Regions from separate parts of the Canis lupus genome. Here region 1 is linked to region 2. A link is a contact called in public Hi-C data. All regions are on one chromosome and are shown on one strand. Each heading gives the region's core, a stretch centred on a gene start, on an enhancer-like site or on the middle of the called end of the contact. The rest is flanking DNA. Distances are from core to core; before and after follow the strand shown.

What was found. A called contact is a pair of places that touch in the nucleus more often than the background predicts.
Region 1: a Hi-C map of liver shows a contact between it and region 2, with 8 times the contacts expected there. The contact joins the enhancer-like site here to the promoter of STAG1 in region 2. A contact is called at or near these places in 4 of 9 Hi-C or Micro-C datasets (amygdala, blood, liver and 1 more).

The regions. Positions count from the first base shown.
Region 1 is chr23:33,943,906-33,949,419 of UU_Cfam_GSD_1.0, forward strand. IL20RB (interleukin-20 receptor subunit beta) reads left to right here. Exons shown (of 7, transcript XM_038570979.1): 7 at 1-244. Among named protein-coding and RNA genes, the nearest start is that of IL20RB, 40 kb to the left of the region's middle. Within about 2 kb of position 1,941, at least 2 of the 20 cell types and tissues checked have an H3K27ac peak or open chromatin away from gene starts, as enhancers often do.
Region 2 is chr23:33,700,393-33,705,890 of UU_Cfam_GSD_1.0, forward strand. It overlaps STAG1 (cohesin subunit SA-1), which reads right to left and starts at 2,525. Exons shown (of 33, transcript XM_038570965.1): 1 at 2,277-2,525. LOC100686256 (a long non-coding RNA gene) reads right to left here. Exons shown (of 5, transcript XR_005377059.1): 5 at 4,211-5,368.

The sequences.
Region 1 (5,514 bases), core at 691-3,190, 240 kb after region 2:
TGTGTTTCTCCTACAAGATTTGGGTCTTTACCCCCCTCCCTACCCAGTGGGGCCTCAAGGAGCCAGATGGTGTAGACTCTCTAGGAGGATGATATTGCTGAAAATCTTTTTCTTTGTACCATTTTGTATGCTTCTGTGTTGTTCGACTCTTTTATGAAGAGTATATGTTAATTTTATATTTAGCCTGAACTGGAAACATTTTCAGTTTGCAAAAATAAAGGCCATGCTACTATACTGGTCATCACTCTCCCTTGTCCCATTTCCTTGCTGCTCCATGCGGGGGCTGCAGTCCTTCTGCCACCTGTCCAGGCCTAGAACCCAGAAATCACTCTTTGTTTCCCTCTGTTTGAGTCCCTCTCACAATTTGTCCCAGAGCCCATCCATTCCTGTTGACATTTTTTGTTTGTAAACACTTCTCTGGATTATTCTGTTGTCTTCTCAGTTCCCACACATGCATTTAACTGAGGTCCAGCCATGCATCAGACACTGAGCTTGTTCCCCATAGTAGGAGGGCTACCTCTGTAGCTGGAGTGCTTATATCTTGACTCCTCGGGCCTTCTCTCCTTTTATCCCCATCACCTAGCTCTTTAAACTGTGACACTTTAAGAAGTGAAAAGGAGCCCAGTTAGTAACTACAACAGAACAGGAAGACCAACCATGTTTGCACTCAACCCCATAGAGTGCCCTCACCCCCAGAATCAAGCCCAGCTTCCTTAGCCCTGCCCTCAGGGAACAAATGCCAGAGTCCAGTGAACAAAACCACCTATTTTATGAGGTTTACATTTCCACAGGGGAAAGGGAAAATAATAATAACAAAATAATACAAAATCAAATAATGGTAGTAATTCTTATTTGTAAGTGAATTATCTGGTATATTAGGAGTGTATCAGACCCATGAAAAATGAAAAGGTAGAGCAGAAAATGGGGGTGGGGGCAGGTTGCAGCCTCCTCTAAATAAACAACTGGACCACAACTATGTCAGTTATATTCTTATATAGCTGCACAGGGTGGGGAGGTTACCAGTGGCTCTAGAAGAGATGAATTTGGCAAAAAATTGGCAGTCTAAAACAAAAACTTAATTTAGTATTTGTACTGTTTGTATGGATAGTGTATTTTTGAGAGGGGAGGATTTGGTTTCAGAGCTGTTCTCTTAAGTTGTCAGTTAGAATAAGTAAATAATTATGTTTATTTTGATAGGAACCTAGATTTCAGGATTAGTGAAAGGGAAGGCCAATTGGACTAAAAAATTTGAGTAGGAGCCATGTATTGTTAGAACTGAATTGAACATATTAATATGAAGTCATGCCTTTGTAAAACATTTACTTTAAAGTATATTTCTTTTCTGGCTTCCCCCCATCTAAATGGCTCAGTAGCAACGTTACCTCAATGCATATAATGCACCCTAATGCCTACATTATGGTTTCTAATGTTATTTTTCTCCCAAAAGGAGCCAGGGTTTCTTGGAACAATGTCTGATTCCATGTCTGGTCTGGGGCAAAAGAGTATGAGGCAATCTCATAACACCTAACGCCTTACTGGGCCAGAAGCAAAGCTTAAAATAACCAGGGCATTTGAAATCTAAAAGGGTCCCCACCACCGAAAGTTGGCACAGTGTGAGAGCATCAAAATGAGAATATCGACTGACATTAGTACATTTGAAATGTCACGAATCCATAACAACACATAAAAAGAGCAAAGCTAATACAGTGAATTCTCAGAAAACATGAATAGAATGCATTTCAACTCAGTCTCGTTATGCAGTCGTGTTGGGCTTTATTGACTCACCACACCAATGAAGAATACTATGAAGAATAGTGAATGTACACACCTCAATCAGAAGGCATCTTTCTCCACTGCCACCAGTCCTTGGCTCAAGCAGCAACCCTTGGAGACCTGCAACAGCCTCTTTACTGGTTGCCCTCTACTTCCAGTCCTTTCTCACTTGCCTAACTCCTTGCCTATCTCCCGTCCTGCCAGGGGTTCCCAGTGATGTGCCTTTATTTTCCTTTTACAGAGGTTTTGTAGATTCAGTTTGCGTGTCTAGCCTCTGTGCTACCCTTCCCCATCTTATATATATATGTATGTATATATATAATACATCTCATATATATGTATATTTTCTGTATGCCTTTTTTTTTTTTTTTTTAATCCTTAGGCTAATTCTCTGTGGATGCAGAGCTCTCAGTTTCCTTTGAATCTGGCCGGACTTGATTGATCCCTTCAGGGAACTTTTCGCAAAGCTTCTGGAGCCCCTTTGGAAGGGGGACCTCATTAAGTCCGCGGGTGTCTGGCGCCACCTTGTGTTGAGTGGTGGAAAAGGTCCTTCTGTTCCCACGGAGCCAAGGGATCTTAGTTTCCTGGATGGAGAAAGGAAAATTCAGACAAGTTTCCTAGAATGAGAACTCAACTACAAAATCTCCATGGGCTTCGCCCCTAACAAACATCCACTACTACTAGTGGATTCAGAATTTAGTGGCCGCCATATCCGCACTCGGGCCCTGTCTCCAGCATCATTAGGGGCTTCTTTGGGCCTGCCTGGCTCTGCCTCCCTACTGGGCCCTTGGCCTCTGCCTCACTCTTTCCTGTGTCCAGCTTTCCTCTGCGCTGTCCTTCCTTATCTATTAAAAAAAAAGAGTTTTTGAATTTTTGTTTTTCCTGTCATTTCTAGCCTATCCCTGGACTAGACTGACTTTCTAGGGTGTTCCTCAGGCCACATGAGGGGGTAGTTCATGAGAGGGTAGTCATATTAAACCACTGTGGCACCTACTCTGTGAAATTTGAAACTGGCATACAAGAGTTGACCCCAATTACAGTTTTGTCTTGTGGGTTCCAGGGACCATCAGGTTCTCATGCATCTAACAAAAAAAAACAAAAAACAAAAAACAAAACAAAACAAACATTCTTGCCTGAAGTGGGAGAATGCACATGTGGGAGCAGGAGGCTCCCAAAAGGAAGATGCAGCCCCTCTTGCCTCCCTCAGTGAGGAGCTGCAAGCCCAAGAGGGGTTGCAAAACCCCATTAAGGATCCTGGAGGAAAAACTGAGCAGGAGTGTTCTTGGGTATCTGCAAAGAGCCCCAGGAGCAAAAGCACAAACCCTCTTACTGTGAAGGAGGTACATGCCTCTGGTTCCTCCATTGGACTCCTTTTGGGAAATTTTAAAAACTACTTAAAAAGGGGGATCCCTGGATGGCTCAGCGGTTTAGCGCCGCCTTCAGCCCGGGGCGTGATCCTGGCTCCCTGCATGGAGCCTACTTCTCCCTCTGCCTGTGTCTCTGCCTCTTTCTCTCTCTCTCTCTCATGAATAAATAAATAAATAAAATCTTAAAAAAAAAAAAACTACTTAAAAAGTCTTGGCTGTTAAAAAAAAAAGAGTGTCTGTACAAACCTCAGTAACTTCTACATTTTGCTCCTGTACTTTAAGCCACTCGTCTATGAAGTGGCCCCCATGCCTCCTCATTTCCTGGAGATGCCAGCATATCTCTACCAAAGTGCCTTGGTATAAGATTAAGCCTACAGATGACATCTTAGGTTTCTAGCCTTAGGAAATCATACCCCAGAACTAGGGCCTTCTGATGTCATCACACCGACAGTATCAAGGCTAAAGGGCCTTCACAGGTGAAGCTCATGTCACGAAGTTAACTCTCCATTCTCTCCTTTCACGTTTGAGTCTTGCTGTTGGGAATAGATCAAAATGGAATAGCTCCCTCTCCTCAGATTAAGCCTAGATTATGGAGGATTGCCAATGGGGTGAAGAATTACTGTATTTTAAATGAAGAGTTTTAAGTTAGCAGATGGCAGCAGATTACAGCAGATGCTGTAATTTAAATACATGTAACTGTAAGCAGTTCCATTTCAGTTCAGGAGAGAAAACTGTCAGGAAAAAGGATTTGTCTCCTTCCTTCCTTTCCCTCATCTTTCCCCCTTATTTCTTCCTTCTTTCCTTCCTTCCTTTTCTCCCTCCCTCTCTTTCTTCCTTTTATTCTTTTTTTCTAACAAAGTTTTAAACTCTGAAGGAGAAGTTTAATCTGGGGTTGGCAAAGATAAGGCACAAGTTGAAGAACTGATAGGTAGGAGCTTGGTCCTGAGGTGTGGTTCTGAACATGCAGGTGCTAGAGATGTGTGTTAGCAGGGTGTATGCCAGAGGTGGAGCCCACTCTTTCCTTTGGCTAATGACTCATTTAAAAAAAAAATCACATCCTCCAAAAACATTTATTACAAAATCAGAGTTTTTGATTAGGTACCATTTTTTAAAAAGATTTTTATTTATTTGAAGGGGGGAGAGAAAAAAAATAAAAGTAAAAGAAGGGGAGAGAGAGAGAGAGCAAGAGAGAGAGAGAGAAAGAACAAGAGCAGGGGTAGGAGAAGCAGACTCCTCACGGAGGAGGGAGCCCCATGTGGGCTCAATCCCAGGCCGCTGAGATGGTGACCTGATTGGAAGGCAGACACTTAACTGACTGGGCTGCCCAGGTGCCTGAATTAGATACCATTTAAGACTTTAAAAAGGTATTAACAATATTGAAAATTGAAACCAGATAATGCATATTTTTACCTTAAATTCAAAGAATGCGGTTTTGTGACTTACTTGAAGTCATAAATGCAGCTACAACAGAATGCAAAGTCAGGAATTTAGAGCATGATATATTTGATTCTGGGGCAGAATTTGGATATCTCCTGTTACATTAACTAGTTGTGTCCTATGAGGCAGTGTACTATGATTTTTAAACACTGATAGCTTTTATGAACCAGTTCTATGAGAAAATAATCTGGAAATTTTATGAATTTGTAAAATTTTCTACTTGAAATTTCTGAGAATGGTTAGAAGTGAAATAATCTGATAACATTTTTTCAGTCATGAAAAGATTGTGATATAATTTGATATATCTGGTAATATATTTTTATTTTTATTTTATTTTATTTTTATTTTTAAAAAAGATTTATTTATTTATTTGAGAGAGAGAGAGAGAGAGAGAGAGAGAGGTGGGGGGGGGGGGGCAGAAGGAGAGAGAGTCCTAAGTGGACTCCACGCTAGGCTCAAAGCAAAGCACAGGGCTAGATCTCCCAACTCTGAGATCATGACCTGAGCCTAAACCAAGAGTCAGCCACTTAACTGTGCCACCCAGGCATCCCTGGTTATGTATTTTAAATTTAAACTTATTGAAGTATATCTATGTTGCATTTTATGACCTTCTTATTTGGCTTTGGCAAGTTTGAGTTTTATATAGAATGAAGGTAATTGGTAACTGTGTTTTCCAAAGACTTCAGAGAATTTGGAGTTCTAGTCTCTGTTGATCAATAATTAAAATAAGGACAGTATAATGTATATGAAGCCAAACCTGAATTTTGACCCCTAAGTCAAAGAGATTTCTAGTAAAATCTTAAGGTACTGCATTTAGAGGTAATGTTCTTGGATAATCGTAAAGAATTTGATCCCCAGGCAGCCCGGGTGGCTCAGTGGTTTAGCACTGCCTTTGGTCCAGGGCATGATCCTGGAGACCTGGAATCAAGAGCCACAT
Region 2 (5,498 bases), core at 1,275-3,774:
TGATCCACATTTCCCTTACACAAACCTAGAAGTATTTTGAGCATTTTGGGGGAGAGAGTTCTCTCAGCATTGGCCTTACTGAAATAAGCTTCTCCTTTCCTGTTTCACCACCTTTTGCCTCTGCCTTTGGATTTTTGTCAGTAGCAAGTGGCTGGACCTAGTCTGATTAGGATCCCTAGAGCCAGGTGCTCTTGAACCCCTGATCCCAGGCTACAAAAAGATTTATCTTCTTCTTCAAGGTGCATTAGATCTCCTCACAGCACTGATTATGAAGATAAACAGATACAGAATGGAAGTGTTAAAGGCTAAAACTGCATAAAATTTTTAAAGTTTTAACTATTAAAAAGTACTTTTTCGTACACATCTTGTTAAATAACTACCACATAACTTATTACCTTCATTTTAGTGATGAGAAAAAATGAGGTTCAAAGTGTGACATTCCAAAGATGACAAATCTAGGGAATGTTCAAAGTAATTTCAGTTCAGGGTTTTTGCCCCTACACCACAGCCCCCCTTAAGGCTTTAAAAGAGCCATTCAAATCAACGGTAATTGTATTACTGTCTTCAAAGGATGGAATGCCAGTAACGTAACTTCCCACATTTCACATCTATTTCAGTATCTCCTAGCTTTGTCAGAACATCAAAACCGAAGTGGATACTGAGAAATTTCCACTCAAAAGTAGTTTGGTTGTAAAAATGTCCACTGATAAACCACCTGAATAAACTTAAAACACATTTTGAAAAATATAAATAAAAAATTCAGCAAAACACCTGTAGGTTTTCCAGAACTTTATTTAGAAAGCAATTTGTGTTTCAACTGTTCACAAAAACCAAAAGTAGACAATCCTTCCGGATCCTTCAATATTCTCCCCCCCTTCTGCAATTTTAAATCTGAAATCAACACTATAAATATGAAAATACAGCACAATGTATCATACAATAAATCGTTTTTATTTTCATTGTTGTGTATTATTTCCCTAGGTATATTTACCAACAAAATTTGCCATTTTCTTAAACACACGGAAAACTAAAAGGTAGAGTCTTACTCAAACCCCACATAAATCACAAATAACAGAACTTTCCCTATGCCAATTCAAGTACTTTCACACTTTATTTTCCTAAGAAGATGAAAAATAGGGTCCTTTCGAGTCACGACCACGAGAAATAAACTATATTCATCCTCTTAACATGAACTTAACAGCAAATAATTTGCTATCGTCACATTACAAACAGTATTGTTTTGGGTCTAAGCTTCCAAAACCATCCCATGATTTATACGCCCCGGGCACGATTCTCCGCAATGTGAAGAGAATCGAAAACATTTCAAATGTGGGTAGAAAGGGTGACGTGACAATCTTAAAGACCTGAACATTTTTTAAGTCCCTACAGCACACAAGAAACACCCAGCTCGGACCCTCCAATCGAGGCCCAGGACCAACTCCAGGCACTCCGGTTTCCCAGCTCTTCACCCCGCCCCCACCCCGAGAAAGGAGGGAAAACAACTTTTATTGGCCTCTTCTCCCGGGGAATTGGCAAACTAGCGGGGCAGTGCTCCGGCCTGAACACGTTTCACGGGGAGGCCTCCGTCGGGGGCGGGGAGGGCAGATAGCGGGAAAGCCCGGCTTCGACGCCCCTTCTCCCCCAGGCTCCAGCCCCCTGCCCCACCCCGCCAAGAAGACGTCTCGGCCGGCCGCCACGCTGAGCGACCCCCAGGCCCCTCCGCTGAGGCGAGCTCGTTGTCATGTGACGACGCCGCCGCTAAAACACCGCAGAAACGCAGGGCGGCGGGCGGCGGGCGGCTTTCGCACCAGCCCGCCTCGGCCCGGCCCCGCCGGGCGCGGGCGAGTCCCGAGAGTCCGGGCGGGGAGGGGGGGCGGACGGAGGGAGGGCGGAGGGCGGGCTTGGCGGCGGGCCCGAGCGCGCCACAAAGGCTTCCGCGCCCGTCGCTGTAGTGCCCGAGCGGGCGGGGGCACAATTTTCGGGCCCGCGGGAGGGGTGGGGAGGAACGAGGGCTCAGAGGTGCCCGCCGCGCCCACAGGCGCCCCCCCCGGCCGCCCGGTCGGCCAGCGGCTGCCGCGCCCCGCACAGGCCCGCGCGGCCTCCCTCCCCCGCGCGGGGCCCGCGCCCGGCCCGCCCGCCCGCTCCTCGCTCGCGCTCCCTCGCTCTCTCGCTCTCGCCCGGCCTCCATCTTGGATCCGCGCTTCCAGCCCCCGCGCCGCTGCCGCCGCATTCCCCCTTTCCCGCCCCCCGCCGCCGTCGCCGCCGCCCGCACTCACCTCAGCTGCCCATCCGGGCGCCGCCGGCCGTCGACCTAGTTTCCCCCCAAAAGTCTCCGGTGTGTTATTCCCGATGTGGGGGGGTTGTTACGGGGTGGTCGCCGGGGGTTCGGGAGCGGGGGCCGCGCCTTCAACGGAGCTGCAATCCTAACCCGCCATCTGGTGGCATTTTCCACACGCCAATGGCGCCGCTGCAGACTTGGGTCCGGACCGCCCTCTGCTGGCCGCGACGCTTACTGCCTGGCTGACGGGACGGGCCTGCCCGGAAAGGGGAGGGAGCTGAGGCGCGAGCTGGGGGCCGCGGCGGGGACGCGCGCAAACGCTTTCCTGTGGGGATTGCACGCACGCGCACCAGCGGGGCGGGAAACGTGGCTGCTGCGTGGAGGCTCCGCCCCCGCACGGAGCGGGCGCCCCGCTCAGCCAATCGCCATCGGCGGATGCCTCTCGGTGAGGGCGTGGGGCTGGGGCTGGGGCCGCCCGAGGCTGGCGGAAGGACGGCCACGGTGGCGCCTGCGCGCCCCTCTAGCCGAGTAGCTGCCCGCCATTTTCGGAGCTTTTCCGAGACCTGGGAGGGAGACCCGCCCCCGGCGCCTTCACCGAGGCCCCTCCCCGGGTCTGGAGACTGGTGCTTCCCTGCGGCTCCGCCTGACTTCGCGCGGCTCCCTCCCCGCGTCCTGGGCGCGTTCTGCGGCAACGGGAGGGTGTAGCGGAGCCAAAGCCGCCTCCCGCCTCTCCGGGGTGTAAAGAGGGCCTCCGAGCTTAGCACTGTATTAGCTGCTCATTGTTGACTGTTGGCAAGGCGCTTTCGCGAGGGAGGGTGAAAAGGTTTTGAGAACTGTGCAGGCCCTCCCGCGCCGAGGTAAACGCTACAGTGCCTGCCCCGCGCCGATTGGCGTCGTCCCTGCCTCTGTAAAGCGGAGCCTCTCTAGTGCCGGCTTTGCATAAGGCGGCAGCATTGGCTAGTTAGTGAGGAAGGAATGCAGCTAGACCGGGAAAACACCGCCTCGGCTCTGGAATGCGATTTCTCTCCCCCACAGCGGTAAGGACGGCTTTCAGGGGCTCGGAGACGGACGGGAGAAGGTACTAACGTGAGATCGTGACCCAAACCTGCCCTTGAACGGCGCCTCTTCTACCCGCCTTTCCGTGGCTCGCCTCCTCAACTTTGCAATACCAAAAGTGAATTCTTCATCTCCCAGGTCATCAGCCCCATTTACGACTAAATTCTCTGTTGCTAGAGCCCGCTCTGTTTTAATATTGCCTTAGAAGCGCTCAATTCCTTTACAGTCTTCAGAGCCAGTCTCCAGTAAGTTACCCCTATTTCTGGTTTCTTTCCCAAAAGGTCACAAAGTGTGTGGCTGTTTGACTGGAGGAAGTCGCAACCAACCTTGTTGGGTATGAATTCGTGACTGGAGATACACATATATGTGTGTGTATACTAATATATATTAATATTAGTATATATATACACACACACACACTCATCTCTGGTTAATTTATTTTGTATTCTCTGCAAAGATTGTTGGCAGCTTTCCCTGTTATTAAAGATGCTAGTCTCAATCCATGCTTATAGATATGACTTCATTTAGTTTTCCTGGGATCAAAGCTATGAGACTACAAATTCTCCGATTTGATATTCTCTCCATCTTGAAATGTCTGTAGTCCCATGTTGTTTGTGATCTCAAAAATTCTCACCAAATAAACCTGTTCTCCCCGTCTTTCCAAAGCCAGTCCTCCTTGGACTGCCTATGCCATCCCTTCCCACCTCCTTACACCAGTACATTTGTAAGGTCTTGTATCTTCAATGTCCTTATCCACCAGCTGCTTCTGTTTTTCAACACAGTTTCCATTGTCTTTTTAAAAATTTCAGTGCTACTATTCTCTCCAGTTACTGTACTATCAACCTTCCTTTCACGGTCATTTCTGAAAAGAAGCAGTCACCGCCTTCTTTTATACTTTATTCCTTAGCCTGTATCAATCAGACTTCGTAATAGCAAAATGAAATTGCACTTTAAGATCAACAGAGTTCTAATTAACAATCATTTTCTCATTCATCATTTTCTTGACACATCCAATCCCTAAACCCTCCTTAAAGTCCTATTTCCCTTTATTTTAAGGTAATCCCTGGTATCTACAACCTGCCTGATTTACTGGTCTTATACTGTTGCTAGCTCCTACTCCTTCTTCCATCCCACAGTTCAACTCCTCTCTGTCCTTCTCTACTACATTCTTTCACTTCAAAAGTCTCCCAAAATTATGATTTCTGATTTTTCCCTCAACTAAAATTCCTCCTGTTCAGCTTACTTGCCAGGAAGCTCCAGCTTAAAATTTAAACATTTAAAATGATATTTTTAAAAATTCAAATTTCCTATTTTCTCTTTAATAGCATTGTCATCTCAGTTTAATAATTAAAAACAAGGACTCTGGAACCATACTGCTCCGGAAAGCTGTGTGGATAAATCTCTTTGTGCCTCAGTTTCCTCACTTGTTGGAATAACAATAATACCTGTCTCATAGAGTTGCTATGAGTATTAAACAAATTAACGATTATATAGAAATGCCATTGGTGTTATTGAAGTGTTGTTTTTATCTTGTTAAGAACTTTTTGACAATTTTTTTAAATATCCAAGGGCATGCATGAGTAGTCAACTTTCTGAGTTTAGAGAAATCTAAAATGTTCTTTATTTTGCTCTCTCACTTAACTCAATGGTTGAGCTGGTGTTTATAAATAATTACCTAGTCTTCTAGTTTCTAAATTGTAAGGCTAGACTTTATGCTTTTCCTTCAAAATAGCCCAACTCCCATGATATCCTCATTCAGATTTCTTACTTTTTTCTCCCACTGCTTTATCCTCATTCAAGGCTGTTCCTCTCCACCAACTCCCATTGTCTTATGTCCTAACAAGCATAATAATAGCCTTCTGAAAAGTCTTTGTCTTTCATTCACCACCCTTTAAAAAATGCACAAAAGCTTTTTGTGATTCCTTTGGTTTATAAAATATAATCAAAATTACTTAATGGTATTGAAGAAATGACTTGATCTTTTTCCAATTTCTGCCTATTTTCTCACAACTTCTTCATATTAGTTGATTTAGCCTGAAAAAAATCATAAATGTAAGCAAACAAAAGATACATTTAAAGTTTAGCTATTTGGTAAGATAAGGTGATGAGTTATCATAATATGTTGACTATGTTATGGAATCACACATTTCCCAGGAGCCCCTGC